Regions from separate parts of the Danio rerio genome. Here region 2 is linked to region 1. Evidence: chromatin contacts called from public HiChIP or PLAC-seq data. All regions are on one chromosome and are shown on one strand. Each heading gives the region's core, a stretch centred on a gene start, on an enhancer-like site or on the middle of the called end of the contact. The rest is flanking DNA. Distances are from core to core; before and after follow the strand shown. Region 1 holds the start of akap6 (A kinase (PRKA) anchor protein 6). Region 2 holds the start of egln3 (egl-9 family hypoxia-inducible factor 3).

Region 1 (2,730 bases), core at 150-2,649:
GAATAAAGGGATTAATAAAGGGACTAAGCCAAAAAGAAAATGAATGTATGAGTCTCTATTTCAGAGGTCACCACTGCGGATGCCCTTCCAGCTGCAACCCAATATTGGGAAACAATTTATTTACACATACACTCATAAACTCAATTTTGCTCATTTATTTCACCTATAGCACTTGTCTTTGGGCTGTGAGCGAAACCCACACCAACAAAGGAGAACATGCAAACTCCACACAGAAATGCCAACTGGCCCAGCCGGGACTCGACTCAACGACCTTCTTGCTGTAAGGTGACCGAGCCACCATGTCGCTCTGTTTTTATATATATTTTATAATTAATTTATTGTATTATTATTATTTTATTATTTTATTAATATTTTCATGTATAATAATAATAATAATAATAATAATAATAATAACACATTTTATTTAAGATGCGCTTTTCTTATTCTCAAAGCATTACAAGATATATAACAACAAATAAAAAAATGCAGAGAAATACAAACTTAAATAAGCCAACGTAACAAGCCAAAATTTACACCGTAATAATCAATAAAACAATAAATAAGCAAAAACAATAAATAAACTTCTCTCCATGTTGGTGTGGGTTTCCTCCGGGTGCTCCGGTTTCCCCCACAGTCAAAAGACATGCGGTATATGTAAATTAAATTAGCTAAATTGTGTGTATAAATGCAAGAGTGTATGGGTGTTTCCCAGTACTGGGTTGCGACTGGAAGGGCATCGGCTGGGTAAAACATATGCTGGATAAGTTGGCGGTTCATTCCTCTGTGGTGACCCCTGATAAGTAAAGGGACTAAGCCTAAAAGAAAATCAATGAATGAATAAACAGCATTTGTGTACTGCATTAAACTAACTGGGTATTGCCATATTGTTTACAAACTGTTGTTCTTTGGTAGCTTGGAGCACTCCTGTGAGTACTTCTTCATCTTATGTGCTGCTTTTTTATGATTTATTTAATATTTTTTCAATTTTACAAATGTAAACACCAACGATTAAGAAGAAAGATGGAAAGGAATCAGGGAAAACAGTTTACGGATGCACTTAGATACACCAAAAACACTGTAAATGGAAGAAAAATGAAGTAAATTAAATAAATAAACCAAGTATATAACTAAATGAGGGACAGATTACTTATGTGTTGCTTTTGATCACGTAAATTGAAATGTCACGTAGATGATAAACACGAGTGTGTGTGTTTATATTCATCTGTCTGCGTCTCTCTGCTTTCACAGCTCCGCTTCCTCTCTCTCATCTGTAGCCACACCCACCGGGGGCCCCACATCAGAGCACCACCCCTCTCCAGCCAATCAGACTGCAGCACGGCCACTCCATCACTCCTCAGTTTCCAAGGCAACTGGGCTGCTCTCCTGAAAGGCGCTACATCATCAGCATCCGTCCGGCGAGGGCTGCTCGAGGCAGGCAGCCCTGCAGTGGCACCTCCCTCACACACACACACACCGCACTGGATGGACAAATGGAGGAGATAGTGTTATGGTGAGTACCCGGCTTCTCTCTTCAGCTTCATCCACATGCTTCATTTGAGCAAATTCAGTGTAGATCTAAACGAGACGTGATGCTGCCTAAGTGTTCGATTGATTGAAAGGACAACATTGTTGAAGGAAGAACCTGACGCATGCATTAATAGCATCCACAAGGAGGGCAGAACATACATTGAAGCCTCTTGATAAGCTTTCAAAATCTGCAGCGTTGCTTTTTTTGTTGTTGTTGGGAATGTAAGAGAGTCAGTGTGTTTTCTCCACCCACTGTACACGGAAGCATGGCCCAGTGTTTTCAGCTCAATAGCCAAAGAGTGTTTGTGTGTGTGTGTTATGCTTATGTTGCTTTTAGGGGAATTTCGGTCCTGTCTTCATGGTGCTGCGGGATTTTATTAGTGGTGCATGTGGTTTGACATTGCTTGGTCATGGTTCGGTCTGCTTTAGATCCTGCCTCATCATCACCTTGGGCCCAAAAACACACACGCCCTGCGAGGGTGTCGTTGCATGACAGATGCTCGGAGATATTAATACAGATTTGTGGTCTTGTTGATGATGCTGCATGTGTGCGTCTTAAGGTGTGGTGTTGCGCCACTGGATTGGGATCAGAATTTAGGTTTATTTGCTAGGCTATCCTTTTGATGATGATAGCCCATATAATATAGTATATTAGCATCTTTTATCCAAAGCAACTTGCAAGTGAGGATAAAAGAAGCACTTCAAATCATCAGACAGTAGCAGTGTGTAAATACTATGATAAGTTTAAGTTCACAATTCAGGTTTATTCGCTTAGCTAACCTGGTTACAACCCGTATAGCATATTTACATTTACTCATTTAGCAGATGATTTTATTCAAAGGGACTTATAAAAAAGCACTTTAATTCATCAGAGAGTAGCAGTGCATAAGTGCTATGATAAGTTTAAGTTCACAATTCTGGTTTATTTGCTTGGCTATCCTGGTGATAACAACCCATATAGAAATATGGTATATTTACATTCACTCATTTATCAGATGCTTTCATCCATAGCCACTTACCAATGAGGATAAAAGGACCATGTCAAATCATTGGAGAGTAGCAGTGTATAAATGCTATGATAAGTCACAGTTCAGGCTTTACTTGCTAGGCTAACCTGGTTACAACCATATAGAAATGTGGTATATTTACATTTACTCATTTGGCAGATGCTTTTATTCAACAGGACTTATTAAAAGCACCTCA
Region 2 (2,730 bases), core at 133-2,632, 970 kb after region 1:
TTTACATTTTCCAGCTGTTAGGCTATACTTTTGTGAACATAACGATAAGAATCCAAGTTTCATAACACTTCAAACTAACAAAAAAAAAACAATTTTATAATATTTTATGTTCAACTGGATTCACAGCTGTTAAACAGCAATATTTAATTACTGATATGATTGAAACACATTAAAACCTTTTTATTTTCCAGCTGACACTTTTGTAAACATGAAGATATGAGTTTTATAACCCTATATTCAATTACTTATGTAAGATTTAAATTCATTTAAAAATAAGTTTTCCATCTGATGGTAAACAAATATGAATCGAAGTTTTATAACACTTCAAACTGAAAAAGTCTTGTAATATTTTACGTTCAACTTTTATCAATTAACAGTGATATATGATTCAAATGCATTACAAACATTTCATTTTCCAGCTGATACTTTTGTAAACATGACAATATGAATCCAAGTCTCATAACAGTTATCTTATACTAAAAATAATAATCTTTTAATATTTTATGTTTGACTGTTATCGATTAACAGCCGTTAAACAGCAATATTCACTAATATGATTTAAATACATAAAAACTTTATTTTCCAGTTGATACTTTTATAAACATTTTATAAAACAAAATATGAATCAAAGTTTCATAACACTTCAAGCTAAAATAAAAAAAGCCTCTTTTACTCTTATAATATTTCATGTTCGACTGTTTTACGAGTTTTTGAACAGCATTTTTTAATTATGATTGAATGATTTTCCAGATGATGCATTTGTAATAACTTTAAAGTGACACTTAGCAGCATGAATCTTACCTTTGACCTCGCACGAATGCTTTTTCCCAGTCGTCCCACACACAGAGAAATGAGTTTGTCTATAAGGGTTAATAAGAAGTTGACGGCTTCGGTTCCCCTCTCGGTCCCATTAACCCACGTTATTTTATCTCCTCTGATGTTCCTCCGGCAAACTCCACTACTTTGCCCTGCCAGCTGCCCGTCGTTGAGAAGCCCACAGGAATGCATGCGTTTGACCTGCCCCAAAACCATATGTCCTGCAATGTCCCCCAAAAAATGGTCCACGTAAAAAAAGCCCTGATCCAACAAAGCCGGGACAACCTGCGCAAAAGCCAAACTCTCCAACTGCGTGTCCAGATCGTGCTGAAGAAACGGCATTTTGTCCTGAGGCTGGTGCATTCAAATGAAACTTTTTGTTTTGTTTTGTTTTGTTTTGTTTTGTTTTAAGAGAGAGATGTCTAAATTGTGTGTGCTCGTCCTTTGAGAGCCGGGCAAATAATGCCAATGTTTTATAGGGACTCTGAATGCGCGTCCATGAGCGCCGGAGGATCAGAGCTCTGCGCACCTGACGAGCATGTGAAACGTGCAGAATGTGTGTCGCGCTCCGATGGGCGGATATTCATATGAAAAACCCCATTCAGCGCACTTTACTCCAGCGAATGAGGCTCGAGAGCACGTATTTCCTATGATCGACACCTTGTTAACCTGTAGGGGGCGCTCGGCGGATCAGAGGGCCAAGCACTTCAAATAACACGACATTTGCTCACACTTACATCCTTGAAAATGCATGGATTTTAATCTAACGTTTTTAAAATGTCACAAGGGCTTAGATTTTGGATTTTAAAACAGCTTGACATTGTTAATGTGTTGCTTTCATAATATTTTGTACTAAACAGATATAGCACCAACACTGTAAACAATTATAAGATAAGTTAGTCCTGACAGCATGTGCTTTAGGTCATTATGACTCAGTAAACTGTGAATCGTGTTGTAACTTAATTACGCAAGCTGTTTTAAGTCATATTAACATAATACAAGTTCAATGGACTCATAAGGTTTATTTGTTTCAGCTTAAAAATTAAGGCAACCAGGATTTTTTTACAGTGTAGTATTAAAGAAGTAACATAAAAGAAATGTTTTTGCATGAAAAGAAAATTTTGGATCCTGTGAACATGTCTGCAGCATGATATGCTGGCTGTTTTAGGATGAAACTTTAAATAACATGATATTTGTTTACATATACATTCTTGAAAATGCACACATTTTAATCTGATGTTTTATAAGGGCTTAGATTTGTTATTTTGAAGCTGCTAGGATATGTAATTGTGTTGCTCGAATATTTTCTTACTAAATAAAGGTTAATAATGATTAAACCCACAAGGAATTTCCATGTGCAGATTTTTAGCCCATCATTAATTCTGTTTATTTACTTGTGTAGATGTGTGTAAATTTATATTTATTCAGTTTTTAAATAATTTTTTTGTAATATCGACTAATACAAAAAATATTCGTATGATTTTTCTTACAATACAGCTTGTAAAGTAATATTGTACGTCTGTCTTTTAGTGGAGATATTTTATGAGAGACTTTCTTTGTTTACCAAATAAAGTTTATCTAATTGGAATTTTATTATAAACACTAAATAAAAGTTAAAAAGGTATTTTTTAATTTATTTACTCCCAAAATAGTTTTGCATCCACATAAACCCGCAGATTTTTAACAAAATTCTGCACAGAAATAGCAAAAATTGTCCGCAGATTTTGTATGGCCCTAATTTTAAGTCAAATAAAAAAATGTTTTTTGCTTTTAAATAAAAAGAAAACTTTGTTTCCTGTGTACTTGTCTGCACCATGATATGACTGTCGTTTTTTAGGATGTGAGTTTAAATAACACAACATTTGTTTACATTTACATTCTTGAAAATGCATGCATTTTAATCTAATGTTTTCA

Evidence for each region. HiChIP or PLAC-seq counts read pairs in DNA pulled down with a chosen protein or histone mark.
Region 2: an H3K4me3 HiChIP or PLAC-seq map of embryo shows a contact between it and region 1, with 5 times the contacts expected there. The contact joins the promoter of egln3 here to the promoter of akap6 in region 1. A contact is called at or near these places in 1 of 18 Hi-C or Micro-C datasets (hematopoietic stem cells) and 1 of 4 datasets of contacts at active chromatin or transcription factors (embryo).

Annotation. Positions count from the first base shown.
Region 1 is chr17:10,139,173-10,141,902 of GRCz12tu, forward strand. akap6 (A kinase (PRKA) anchor protein 6) reads left to right here and starts at 1,400. Exons shown (of 14, transcript XM_073928152.1): 1 at 1,400-1,510.
Region 2 is chr17:11,111,642-11,114,371 of GRCz12tu, forward strand. It overlaps egln3 (egl-9 family hypoxia-inducible factor 3), which reads right to left and starts at 1,383. Exons shown (of 5, transcript NM_213310.2): 1 at 802-1,383. The coding sequence starts at 1,158. The region is part of intron 1 of LOC108179745 (a long non-coding RNA gene); the gene reads left to right.